Linked DNA regions of Mus musculus: region 2 is linked to region 1. Evidence: chromatin contacts called from public Hi-C data. All regions are on one chromosome and are shown on one strand. Each heading gives the region's core, a stretch centred on a gene start, on an enhancer-like site or on the middle of the called end of the contact. The rest is flanking DNA. Distances are from core to core; before and after follow the strand shown. Region 1 overlaps Tmco4 (transmembrane and coiled-coil domains 4). Region 2 overlaps Nbl1 (NBL1, DAN family BMP antagonist).

What was found. A called contact is a pair of places that touch in the nucleus more often than the background predicts.
Region 2: a contact with region 1 is called in a Hi-C map of the N1E-115 cell line, with 3 times the contacts expected there. The contact joins two enhancer-like sites. A contact is called at or near these places in 3 of 39 promoter capture datasets (embryonic stem cells, hippocampal neurons and stem cell-derived epiblast-like cells), 6 of 484 Hi-C or Micro-C datasets (the 4T1 cell line, the G1E-ER4 cell line, the N1E-115 cell line and 3 more), 6 of 115 datasets of contacts at active chromatin or transcription factors (bone marrow-derived macrophages, embryonic stem cells and intestinal crypt epithelium) and 3 of 9 other capture datasets (adipose tissue, liver and pancreatic islet).

Annotation. Positions count from the first base shown.
Region 1 is chr4:139,032,894-139,038,892 of GRCm38.p6, forward strand. All of the region lies in intron 14 of Tmco4 (transmembrane and coiled-coil domains 4), which reads left to right. Among named protein-coding and RNA genes, the nearest start is that of Gm33214, 17 kb to the left of the region's middle. Within about 2 kb of position 1,263, at least 12 of the 459 cell types and tissues checked have an H3K27ac peak or open chromatin away from gene starts, as enhancers often do. A contact at or near this core is called in the N1E-115 cell line, where this site is marked.
Region 2 is chr4:139,081,023-139,087,154 of GRCm38.p6, forward strand. It overlaps Nbl1 (NBL1, DAN family BMP antagonist), which reads right to left. Exons shown (of 4, transcript NM_008675.2): 2 at 4,432-4,626; 3 at 4,219-4,330; 4 at 1,270-2,580. The coding sequence starts at 4,598. The coding sequence ends at 2,323. Among named protein-coding and RNA genes, the nearest start is that of Htr6, 8.5 kb to the left of the region's middle. Within about 2 kb of position 2,194, at least 33 of the 459 cell types and tissues checked have an H3K27ac peak or open chromatin away from gene starts, as enhancers often do. A contact at or near this core is called in the N1E-115 cell line, where this site is marked.

The sequences.
Region 1 (5,999 bases), core at 13-2,512:
TTACATGTTGCCTTCAGATCCGTCCTCTCAACCTCCCTAAAGCTGCTGCCCTTTAAGATAATTTCTCATGTGTGGAGGCCCCCCCCTCCCCGAGCCATAACAGTATTGCATTGCTACTTTAGAGCTGTATTTTTGCTACTGTTATGAACTGTAATATAAATATCTGAGATGCAGGATACCTGCATTTTAAATCTTTAAGGGGTCGCGACCCACAGGTTGAGAACCACTGGGCTGATGCAAGGCAGGCTTTGGCTTCAGTTCCCCTGCTGGGTATGTGAAATTCAGTTATCATTTAACATGGTCCCTGGGAATGAGACTGCCCAGCAGCTCCCTATGTTGAGGCTGGAAGCTGGAGAGAGAGGGGGGGGGGTTGGTGGGCCGGGGCATGATCCTTGGATGGCCTTGCACACAGCATTTGGTAGTAATGGTGCCCAAAACAACTTCCATTGTCTTTCCTGGCTTTCCTGGCCTACCTATAAGAACGCTGAGCATACTCAGCTCTGTCACAGATGGCATGGGACTGTGGGCCACTTACCTAATCTCTCTGTGCCTCTGAGTCTTCAGCTAAATATAGGACTTTGTATATTTACCCCAAAGGATGGTTAAGGGATTAAAATAAGATCACAAGTGCTGAAGTAGCTAGGTCTGACACATGTGCCGAGCCAAGACTTAATTCTATCTGTGCACTCTAACATGAGATTGTGCAGGGCACAGGAAATGCTATGCATATGCGAGACCTTATTCTCTGTGTCCTTGAGCTTCAAAAAGTCCTAGCACCATGATGGACAGGAACTCCCGATGGGCGGGGCCTGGCCTGTACCTGACTATCACCCCACTGCCTGGCATGTTGGGGTGCTCAGCTCAGGCTTGACTTAGGGTGAGGGACATAAGCAAGGTGGCCTGCATGTGAGCTGGTATAGACTGGCAACTGCCGTGTTCTGAGCTTGTGCGAACATTTCCTCACTTCAGCCCCCGACACAGCAACCCCAGGGTGTGGGTGTAGCAGCTCTCTCTCTCTCTCTGCTTCACACGCGAGAGACTGAGAGAGAGTAACCCACAAGGGTCTTAGTGCAGAGCCAGTGGCCTTCCTCAGAACTGCAGTGCTGGACAGAGAGGACACAGACTCTAGATAATGGCAGGTGTCATGCAGTGGGGGCTTGCAGAGACGTCTTCTGGGGTAGTCGTCAGCACAGATAAAGGTGGCGTTCCAGAGAACATCTGGGAGTGGCAGAGTCTAGGGTTTCCACAGCCTATAGAAGAAGCCTGATGGGGGATGGAGGGAGATGCTGACACATCGGGAGGTGGGTGGATCTGGGGCTGGAACCCGGAAGTCTCTGCATCGTGGAAGAAATGAGCAGTTGGGTCAACCCCACAGATGAATTGCAGGAGGGGTGGACCCTGGGCAGTCTATAGCCTACCTGTGTATACTCGATCCCATACCTGTACACACACAGAGCAACTTTCCAGATCCCGGGGGGCCTACAGAGCCCAGGGGCTTCCACTGCTCTCTACACAAGGTGCAGACTTCTCTCAGTAACACCCAAGGCCCACAGGTGACCTCCTGTCCAGAATCCTCTCTGTCACCTGCCGCCCCCTCCGTGGAGCTGTGGCCACACTCTGCTGTTCCCAGACAACCTGTGTAGCCTCCACTGGGAAGGTTCTCCTCCAAGAGTAGCAGCAGTCACATTTACATTAACTGTACTTAATGTCCCTAGAAGCGCTAACTCTCCCCTTACAGTAACCTATGTAATCAGAGAGCTCGATTAGTGTGACTGGTCCACAGATGAGGTCGCTGAAGCAAAGAGCCTGAGGAGCCAGGTCCCAGGCCAGCAGGTGGCAGGGCAGGCAGCCTGACAGAGGCCATGTGACACCAGACTACCTGCAACTTCAGGCTGCTCTCCACTTCCCAGGTGCCTTCCCTACTGCTTGCTTCTTTGCACAGCTGTCTCACAGGCCCGTGAGTAACTGTGACCTTGGACCTCAGAGCCACCTGGGTACAGGGCCAGCAGGATAGCTCAGTGGGTAGGGTGTCTGTCATAAAGCCTTGACTTCATTTCTCATAATAATAAAAGGTGAGACCCAACTCCTGCGAGATGTCCCCTCACCTTCTCCTGCGTTGAGAATGTCCCTGGGGCCCATCTGTCAGCTGGCTGTGACTTGCTTCAGAAGGCTGCTGTGCTCAGCCTTCCACTCTCTATTCTCAGGGTTTCTTCTCAGAATAGAGGAAGGTCCCCTCTGTGCAGGTGGCTACCCAGATGGTAGCACTACCAGACTCCTTGGAGATGTCTAGCAGTGGGGACATCTCTCCTGCTAATTCTGAGAGTTGTTTGGACTTCCGCTCTGTCCCTTTTTTGCTAGAACATAATCCAGAGATCCCCAAGAAGTTGAAAGTAACACACCACCCACTGAGGAGGGAAACTGAGGATCCCAAGTGTCCAGAGCCCAGCCTTTGTGTCCAGCCTCCTTGGTGACCCTGGAGGGACAAAAGCAGGGTCTTTCCTTGCTAAACTGCTTTGACCCACCCCACAGAGCAGAATGAGTGGGAGCAAGGCTCTCCATATATTCACAAACAACCTCGCTCATGCTCGAGCCTGGCCCATGCCCAGCTGTGGCAGAATGGCAGGATTTGGGGTGTCTGCATCATTAGGGGAGCGGCTACCTGGCTCTTCCCACGCCTGGCCTACTAGCAAGTCCATCAGCTGTGGGGCTCAAACTTGTAGCGTGAGTCCTAGCACTACCATTGATCCTGTGAGCTAACGTCCCTGAGCTGCAGTTAACACATAAGCAAGTCACAAGCAGGGCAAGGCCATGGTGAGGCTATGTCACATGCAGCCACGTAGCTTTCAGATGGTGTGACAAAATCCCCCAAGTAGTCAACCTCAGAGGAGGGAAGACAATTTCGGTCCAGGATATGGAAGGTTTCGGTCTGTCATCAGTTGACTGGTTACATTAGGGCCTGTGGCATGGCTGGAGCACATGGCAGAGAAAACAACTCTCACTTCACAGTGGCCTGACTGGTTCCAGGCAGCCCTGATTCTTTAGCACTGATTAATCTGTACACAGAGAGACCGCTCCTAATCCCAGGCAAGCTGCCATCATCTGAGCACTGGAGAGAAGGGTTTACTCTGGTGGACTGGAATCCAGCCATCATTTCCCAGAGTCCCTTCAGAGCAAGTAATGATCAGTGTCTATAAATACCAGAGTCACCCAAAGCCAGCACCATCTGAACTGTCTGAGTCTTACATCTACGCTGGATCCTCAGAGTTCCACAAAAAATAATATTCCAGACAGGTTCTGTTTCCTGAACCCATACTAGGAGCCAGAAGACCTCAGTGGGATTCTGGCCTCTGCCATGAGTTCTCAACTAAGGCTCAGTCAAGACAATATGGGCCCTGCTTTAGTTACTGTTCTACAGTAATGAGGAGACAGTATGACCAAGGCAGCTCTTATAAAAGGAAGCATCTAACTGGTGGCTTGCTTACAGTTTCAGGTTAGTCCGTGATCACCATGGCAGGAAACAGAGAGGCACAGCACTGGGACAATAGCTGGGAGCTTTTCATCCTGATCTGCAGGTGACAGACAGTGACACAGGCCTGATGTGAAACCTCGAAGCCACCCTCTAGCAACACACTTCCTCCAACAAGGCCACACCCCCTAATGCCTCTAATCCTTCCCAAACAGTTCCACGCCCTGCTAACCAAGCATTCAAATACATGAGCCTATGGGGCCATTCTCATTCAGACATCACAGGCCTGAGCCTCAGCTTTCTGCTCTGCAAAAGGAGAATTTCCTTCCCTAGCTCTCCCTCATTAACAGTCCTTCCAGCTTGGAAGGTGTGGGAAACTCTTACAGGAAGCCCAAACAAAGCAAGTCCCGAGGCCCTTAGAGAAGAGCCTCATTGGTTGATCCCAGGAGCTCAGAAACCTGGCTACCAGCTCTCCTGTAGTTCCCAGGGCATCAAAGCCAGTGCGCAGCCTTGAGCCCGAGAGATTGGGAGTGGGACCCGGCAGATCCCAGGCAAAGTGAGGGTTGCTTTGATAGTACTTGGCTCTAGACTGTGCCCAGTATGTAGGCAATCAGAGGGGATGGGCTGGCAGTGGTGACTGGAGAGAGGGGAAGGCACTAAGGTTAGGAAGGAGTATATAACAGGAATGGCTGCTACAGTCCCCCAGGATGGTCCAACCTCTGCTCTTTCCTCTGATGAGAATTTAATACATCTTTTCCTCAAGTCCCATCCAACCCATGGGACAGGTTTTCTACATGCAAATTGAGATTTAGAGACTGTGAAGTAATGGCTGGGGAGATGGCATGTGGAGTGCCGAGTCTGCCACAAGTGTGAGCACCCGAGTTTGATGCCCTGTTCCCACCTAAGAAGCGTTTGACCATGGAGGTGTGTAAGCCCAGTGCTGTGTAGGCAAAGCTGGGGGGTGGGGAGCCTCATTCATAAGGCCAGTCAGTCTGGCTAATTACCAAGTTCAAGTAAAAATGAGGTGGACAGTGCCTGAGGTGTGACACACAAGCACACACACACACACACACACACACACACACACTCAAGCAGGAAGGTAGAGAAGGGGGACTCGCTTGTGTCTCTCTCTGACTCTGGATTTTACTGCAGCCCATCCTGGTTGTGTGCTTTCAGCCACAGCCACAGCCACATCCAGGATCAGATATTCCAGTTCATTGGCTCGTTCATGGAGTGCCTACTGTGTGCCAAGTTCTATACCAGGCTGTGGAGAGATGGCAGCAGCAGTCTCACCCTCCTGAAACTTAGTCAGCTGAAGTAAACTGCCCTCCCAGAGGCATGGGCTGGGGTCTCTGGCTCAGACCTGGGCATGTTAATAACTGACTTATGAATGAGGTAGGTGAAGCATGCTGGGAGTTCTTCCTACCGAAGAAAACACTCCAGGTCTTTGGAAGAGGGGAGCGGGGTCATGAGCTGCCTTAACCCAAAGTACAAACACCACAGTGCACAGGACACCTGGGCCGACTGATGAGCCATTGTCCAAGCCTCCCAGTGACCCTGCAGCACCAAGATGCTTCACCCTCGACTGCCCAGCAGCCCACCCACCCTGCTCCACCACCACCCCTTCAAAACCCAGACAGGAAGCACATCTGTCAAGCGATCAGGAAATGAGCAGAGCCAAGATTACCCCAAGTTAAATAGCCCCCCCCCAAACAAAAGTCTGTCTCCCAGCCAAGGACATCAATTTGCTTTGGGAATGATGCCAGCTGGTGGCAGGGGAAAGGGTGACAGTGCCCGCTGCCAAGAAGAACCTCCGCTGGAGCCCTCTCTTAAGAGACTCGCGGCCCCAAAGCATAATGGACCGTTCCTTTTTTTTTTTTTTCCTCTTTTTTCCCTGTGTATTTGCTTTGAAAAGATTTTTTAAATTGGACATTTGGAGGAGCTCAGTTCAGACTGACTCATGCTAGCTGCCTCAGCTGGGAAAAAGCCCTCTGAACCCAGAAATCAGTTCCTGCTTCAGCTGACGTATGCGTTCATCCATGGGTGCATTTGTTCAGGCGTGGATTTATTCTCCTCTTCATCCCAGAGGGATTGAGGGAATTAATTCGGTGCACTAGGAATCGTCTCTGCCAGGTGGCCCGGTGCATGAAGTCAGGGCTGGGCCAGCAGGCCTTAGGGTGTATTTGCTGAGTGATTAAAAAGCCTGCTTCTGCTGGGCCCTGGGGTCCCTCGCTTCTGTCCACCCGGCTGGCTCCCCATCGCTCCCGGATCCACAGACTCCTTTTGTCATCCCTCCGAGTGTCTTCCAGATGCAGGATAACAGGGGACAGTAATGGGCAAAGGAGCACCAGGTGTAGACTCTAGAGACCTGAATCCAGACTCTTTTGATGCCTCTTCAGCCTTGGGCAAGTCACTTCAACCCTCCAGACTTTAGGCTGATTGGTGAAAGGACACCGGAGCCTGCCCTAGTTATTCTGTGTTTTAACAGTGGCCACTTGTTGACTGTGGACTATGTGACAGGCCATGTATGAAG
Region 2 (6,132 bases), core at 944-3,443, 49 kb after region 1:
CCCTGTCTCAAAAAAACAACAACAACCAAAAAAAAAAGAGAGAGAGAGAGAGAGAGAGAGAGAGAGAGACTTTGTCCCCAAATCAAGGTGAATGGCATCTGAGAAATGACACTCACAGTTGTCTTCTGGCCTGTGCATGTCGCTGTGCACCCCCAGGTGCATACGCACAAAATTTTTTTTTCATCCCTGAGATCTGGGTCCTCTCCCTGGCAAGACGTCCACATCCCACCAGAGGTTGATTTTCCTTAGGTCCCTATCTCTCTCAGCTGGCCTAGCCTCTCCAACCGCACTGCCCCTAGAAAATTGCTGGCCGTTGTACCGGTGCCACCGGCCAGCCGTCCTGCTGCCTTCAGGCCTTTGGTCTCCAGCTTCTCTTTTCCCATTTACCCTAAGTCGTTCTGACACCTAGCTCCGCAGAGCCTACGTTCCCATCTCCGGCTGCCATTCAGGGTGTGCCAGCAGCCTGTCAGTAGTCTCTCCACTGCATGTCTCCCCACTGTCTCCGTGAATTATCTTTCCACAAGCTAAGAAGCTCCCTAGAGAAAGACAGCTGCTGGCAAGACAGCTCTCAGACCCGAGGCACGGGGCTTCAGAGGTACAGCGCTGGGGACCTCTAGGAGCAAATTCATTGCTGGTGATGCCGGTGACTGCCACGTTGAAGTGACATCGGGAGACCTGTGAGCTGCTGCGGGTCAAGTTGACACCCACAGCCTAAATGGAGAGCACTCTGAAGAGAAAAGGAGCGAGTTCCACTGCAAGCTGCTGAATGAATGCTCATGCCAAACTTGGCATGGATGCTGGCCCAGATTGTCTGGGGTTGATTCTTGGTGGCATTTAACAAGATGGCCCTGGAGAGATGACTAAGTTCTCTGCACCAAGCAAAAAAAAAAAAAAGGACAGGATCCAAATGGCTGGGTAAGATGATCTATTCTGTGCGAACTTTCTAGCGCATGGGTACAACCTTATATTCATTTGTAATCGTTGATTTGGGGGTTCATCTGTTTCATCTTTTTCTGGGGCTTGGCCCAGGCTGGTGACAAGTACCAAGGCTCATGCTGGGTCACTGAGAGCAAAGAGATGGCGAGAGAGATCCCAAGGGATCAAGTGTCCAGATCTAGTTGGCTAGGTCCAGCCACGTGTAAGCAAGGCAGAAATGCAGACACAAACCCAAGAGAGGAGGTGACCCGCACTGCCCAGACCAAACCCAGCCTCCATCCCTGGGCCCACAACCAGCTTGGATTCAGAGAGCCAGTCCACGAGGAAGAGAATAGAGGCATTGAAGGTATTTATTCATGAAAACACTCGGGTCCAGGGGAGATGGCTACTAGTTACAAGCTCTAAGGCTCTCGTCGAACAGCCACGGGCCGGGGCACCCCCAGGGAGGTGAGCTGGCATCCCCTGGACACAAACAATGGTACCAGCATATCAGGGGACAGAGGGCCCTTCCTTGCCACCTGCCCTGCCCTAGGGTTAAAGTGCAGCTGGGAAGGAGGAGTGGCTAGACTAGGGAGCTAGAGAAAGCTGAGGTCAGTGGGGGCCCTATGCAGGGGCCTCCTGTCCACTATGGTCCCAGGTGATGGAGATGGACCATCACCTCTTTCAGAAAGACCGGCCCCAAAGACAGCAGGGCTGGCTGCAGCTACTTCCCTAAAGGGTCCAGAACACGGGGAGCAGAGAGCTAAGATCTCCAGAGGGAGAGATGGGAGGGATCTTCTTTCTTCTTCAGTGACACTCTGGCACTTGAGTCAGCAGGGTCCTGCCCCAGCCTGACTCCTAAGCCACTCCATTGAAGGGGTTACTTCCCTGGCACTGGGGAGTGAGGGAGGTCGTTAGGGAAACCTATGGGACTGGAGCTTCCGACCTCTGCAAGCGGTCTTCCCACATAGGTCCTTCAGCAAAGGACTTGATTCCCACTCTGGACCCATCACTGGGGATCCTGCCCCCATCAGTTGTGTGGGTCCTGGCCTGGGCCTGCCCTGTTTGAGGATCTCACTCATCCTCAGCAGCTCAGCCCATTTCCTCTCTATCCCGGGTGGGGGTGGGGGGCTCATCTCTCTAGAAGGCCGAAAGGAAAGACCACACTTCACCTTCCAAAAGAAAAGTCCTGCGGATGTCTGTCTGCTTCCTCCCCCATCTTGCATATATTAAATTGTGCAGCTTGGCTCCAGCCCCTCCCTTCAGATCTCCATGACAACCAGGCAGCATTCCAAGTCCATCCAGTGCCAAAGGGGGAGGGGGGCTTCTGCCTATCCCCTCCCTCTTCCCTGGAGGGTGGGACCGACATTCCACAGGGAACAAGAGGGGAGGAAGAGTTGGGGGCCCTCAGTCCTCAGCCCCCTCTTCCTCAACCTGAGGGGCTCCAGGAGGCTCTTCGGGCTCAGGGGTCTGGCCCCCAGGGTGGGGATGGGCATGGGAGTGTGGTCCAGGCTGGGAGCCCGGGCTGTCTTCACCCTGCACATAGACGTTCAGGCCCTCGTGACTGGGCTCCTTGCCGCAAGCCTGGCAGCTGCAGTGTACAATCTTCTCTACCAGCTTGTCCACCCTGGGCACCTCCTCGTGGCCAGGGCACTCCAAGGTCACCTGGGAGGAGCAGGAGGAAGAAAAGGGATGTTTCCTGAAGTCTGGGCAGTGGAGAGACCCCAGGAATAACAACACATCTTTGGGAACCAAAAATCCACCCTGCAACAGCCCAGTGTGCTCTGTGAACCCATCTGGAGGGGCACGAGGGGACTGAGCCCCTGCAAGGGCTCCTCTTCCTCCTCCTCCCCCTCCTCCTCCTTCTCTCCCTTCTCCTCCTCTATCTCTTCTTTTAATGTACTTTTTAAGAAAGATTATTTTACATGTGGTGAGTACACTGTCACTGTCTTCAGACACACCAGGAGAGGGCATCAGATCCCATTACAGACGGTTGTGAGCCACCATGTGGTTGCTGGGAATTGAACTTAGCACCTCTGGAAGAGCAGCCAGTGCTCTTAACCACTGAGCCATCTCTCCAGCCCCCTCTCTCATCTTCTTACACACAGCCCTACCCCTCCTACCCATTCCCCCGGGCATAGGAGTGGGTGTAAATTCTCTCTCTCTCTCTCTCTCTCTCTCTCTCTCTCTCTCTCTCTCTCTCTCTCTCTCTCTCTCTCTCTCCCTCTCTCTCTCTCTCTCTCTCTCTCACACACACACACACACACACACACACACGCACACACACACACTGTGCTCTTCTCAGGTCTTCAGGACCTTCAGGCTGGTCCTGGCTGACCTCACCATGCCAGACCCTGGTGCACCAACAGTAACTCTAACTGCCTGATCTGCCCCCAGAGACTTGGCTGATGTCCTTCCTTCTTCATAGAAAGTTCTGGCTCAACCCATCCTCCCACTGATTCCAAACTCTGCACAATTAACTTCTGGGCAACTTTTGGGTCTGAGCTCCATCCCAAGCTCCCGACACAGTGAGGCTTACTTTATAGCAACCCCCTTAGCACCCCAACTCTTGCCTTGTAGAGTTGTTTCCAACTGTCTTCCTCCCTCCCCCTCCTTTCTTCTACAGAGCATCTACTCCATGACCGCGGGCACAGGTGCAGGTGGGGCACAGGTGCAGGTGGGGCACAGGTGTAGGTGGAGCTCAGGTGTCTGATATGTTGGGAAAACTGTTCATGTGACAACTGCCCAAAGCAAAGGCACACAGGGCTTGAGAGCCTATGGCACAACTTGACTGGGTCAGAGGGTTTGAAAGAGTGCCCTGAGGAAATAATACTTGAGCCAAGAGCCACGAACCAGTAGAAGTTAACTAGCTGAAGAAAGGGGGAAGGTGGAGGGGTGGCAGTTCAGAGCAAAGCAAAGATCATATGCAAAGATCCTGGGGTGGAAAGAACAGAGCAGGTAAAAGGGCTAATGTGAGGTGAGTTTGGTACGTGTTAAGCTGTTGAAGAGGTGGCAGGTTCTAAGATAATGCCAGGAAACTGGTGAGCCCAACCAATAGGGCTGAGTGGGGCAGAGAAAGGCATAGATTCTGGTAACAGTGTGTGGAGACTGAAGAACTGTGATGTCTGTGACATGGGTGGAGCCTCAGACGTATCTAGAATCTTCTACAGGTTGGTGTCAGACTGAAAAGCCCTGGAGCAAGGACCCCATGCGTATCCCCAGCAGTAGAACTCTGCAGCCTGCACGCACGGTAAGTATCCAAGTCCTGCTGCTACAGTTCGGGGATTGGGCAGCTGTACTCACAATCTCCCACATGGACTGGGCCGGCATGCAGGAGTCACAGTGCACCAGGGACTCTGTGGACTGCGGGAAGGTGTTGGGGACGCTGTAACTGAAGCATTGTCCTAGGCACGCCCTGTGGGAGGAGATGTCACTGAGCCCCGATCTCCAGGGATGGGAAGTCTTCAAGGCTCCCTCGGTCCCTGTCCTCACCCTCCTCCTCCCTGCAGAGCCCACCTGTTCTGGATAGACTTGGCCTCACAGCCGCTGTGGCCCACAATCTGCGTGATGTTCTTGGCTTCACACCAGGCACTCTTGTCCGGAAACAGGGCCAGCTTGTTGATAGGTGGCGGGGCAGCCAGCAACATGACAGGGAGGACGGCCCCCACCAGGACCCAAAGCATTGTGCCCGTCACCTCCGGAGCCCTGGAACTAAACACAGGTGGCAGGTGAGGTGCAGTATAGCCTCGGAGGTTAGGTGCTCAGGAGCAGAGGTGCCTTCCAAACATGGACTCTGATCCCAAGAGTCAAAGTCAGATCTGCACATGTAGCCCAGGCTGACCTTCAATTAAGTCTGTACCCAAGGATGATTTTGCACTCCTAATTCTCCTGATCCCACCTACCCTATGGCCAGCTCCAAATACACCTCAGACCTCTCTAAACGTCAGAAGCAGCTATATGTAGCATCGCACCTGCCAGCGCTGGGGAGACTGAACGGTCCTCAGTAGGATAGTTACTAATGTCAGACTGGGAATGCCCCTCAGTGGTACAGTGTCTGCCTAGCTTGCACGACGGCTCTGGATCGAATCCCTCAAATTATAAACCCGAAGTAATCCTTTGATTACAGCCTTAGAGACGGCTGGCTATTGTCCATGCCTCCTAAAAAGACATCGATACTCAACTCTATACCACTCAGATATGTTTCTTCTTATGATTCTCCACCAGGGTGTAGCACACATCATTATCCCCAGACTATTTACAGAGTTCTCTGCTTCAGGAGTAAAACACTAAATTTCCCAGTCAGCCACTAGATGGCGCTGCAGGACAGAAGTCTGTGTTTAAAGGAAACACTCAGAGGGGGACTTCTGCCACCTTCCCCAACTTTATCTTCTGTAGGCTTCACCCAATCCCCTACCCCACCCCACACACACCTCAGAAATAGTGGACGGGGGAGTTCAGAGAGACCTATACCAAGGAAAGTGCTTCCAAAGGCTCCATCCCCCTGACCCCTCTGAGACAGGACACTGAAGAAAGGGATGGATCTGTCTGTCTAGTGCTTTGTGACCCTCCATCTTCAAGTCTCAGTTCCTCTCTACCTGTCCTCCACCTGTAAAATAAATGGCACTTTCACACCTGATAGTGTCTCAGAATTCCCTGGGGACTTACAGTGTGAAAGCTGCCAGCTGCGATAAGATTCACGCTTTCCCAGGGTGGTTCGGATAGACTCAGCCAGGGACTATACCCAGCTCAGTTGGGAACTGTGTCTTAGTTCAGTCCCCAGAGGGGCCTGGATGCGCTTGCCTGTGGGGCAGAGGAGCAGGGATGTATTCCTCTAGTCCTCTGTAAGCCAGGTACCAGGAGTGGGGAAGCAGGTATTTTGAAAAGTATCTATGGAGGGGACAGTGAGAATCCAGGGGCACTGAGGGAGTGGAACCCCAATAAGTTTCTGCTGTGATCTGCACAATCCAAACTCACCAACAAGATCTACAGCAAACCTATATTCTTAGAGCAAGCACACCCTAAAGGAACTGACTGGACTCCTTAACTGCAACTCAACAGCATCAGCCTCCTGCTCCCGATAGAGCCCCTGCATCCCCCTCCTCCCACTCCCAGGAACTAACCTGAGCCAATGTATGACCTTGGCCTTCTAAAGCGGTCCAGAACCCATAGAAAAAGACCAGAACTCCAGGGCCCTCCCTGTGCGGGGCTAGCCTCTCT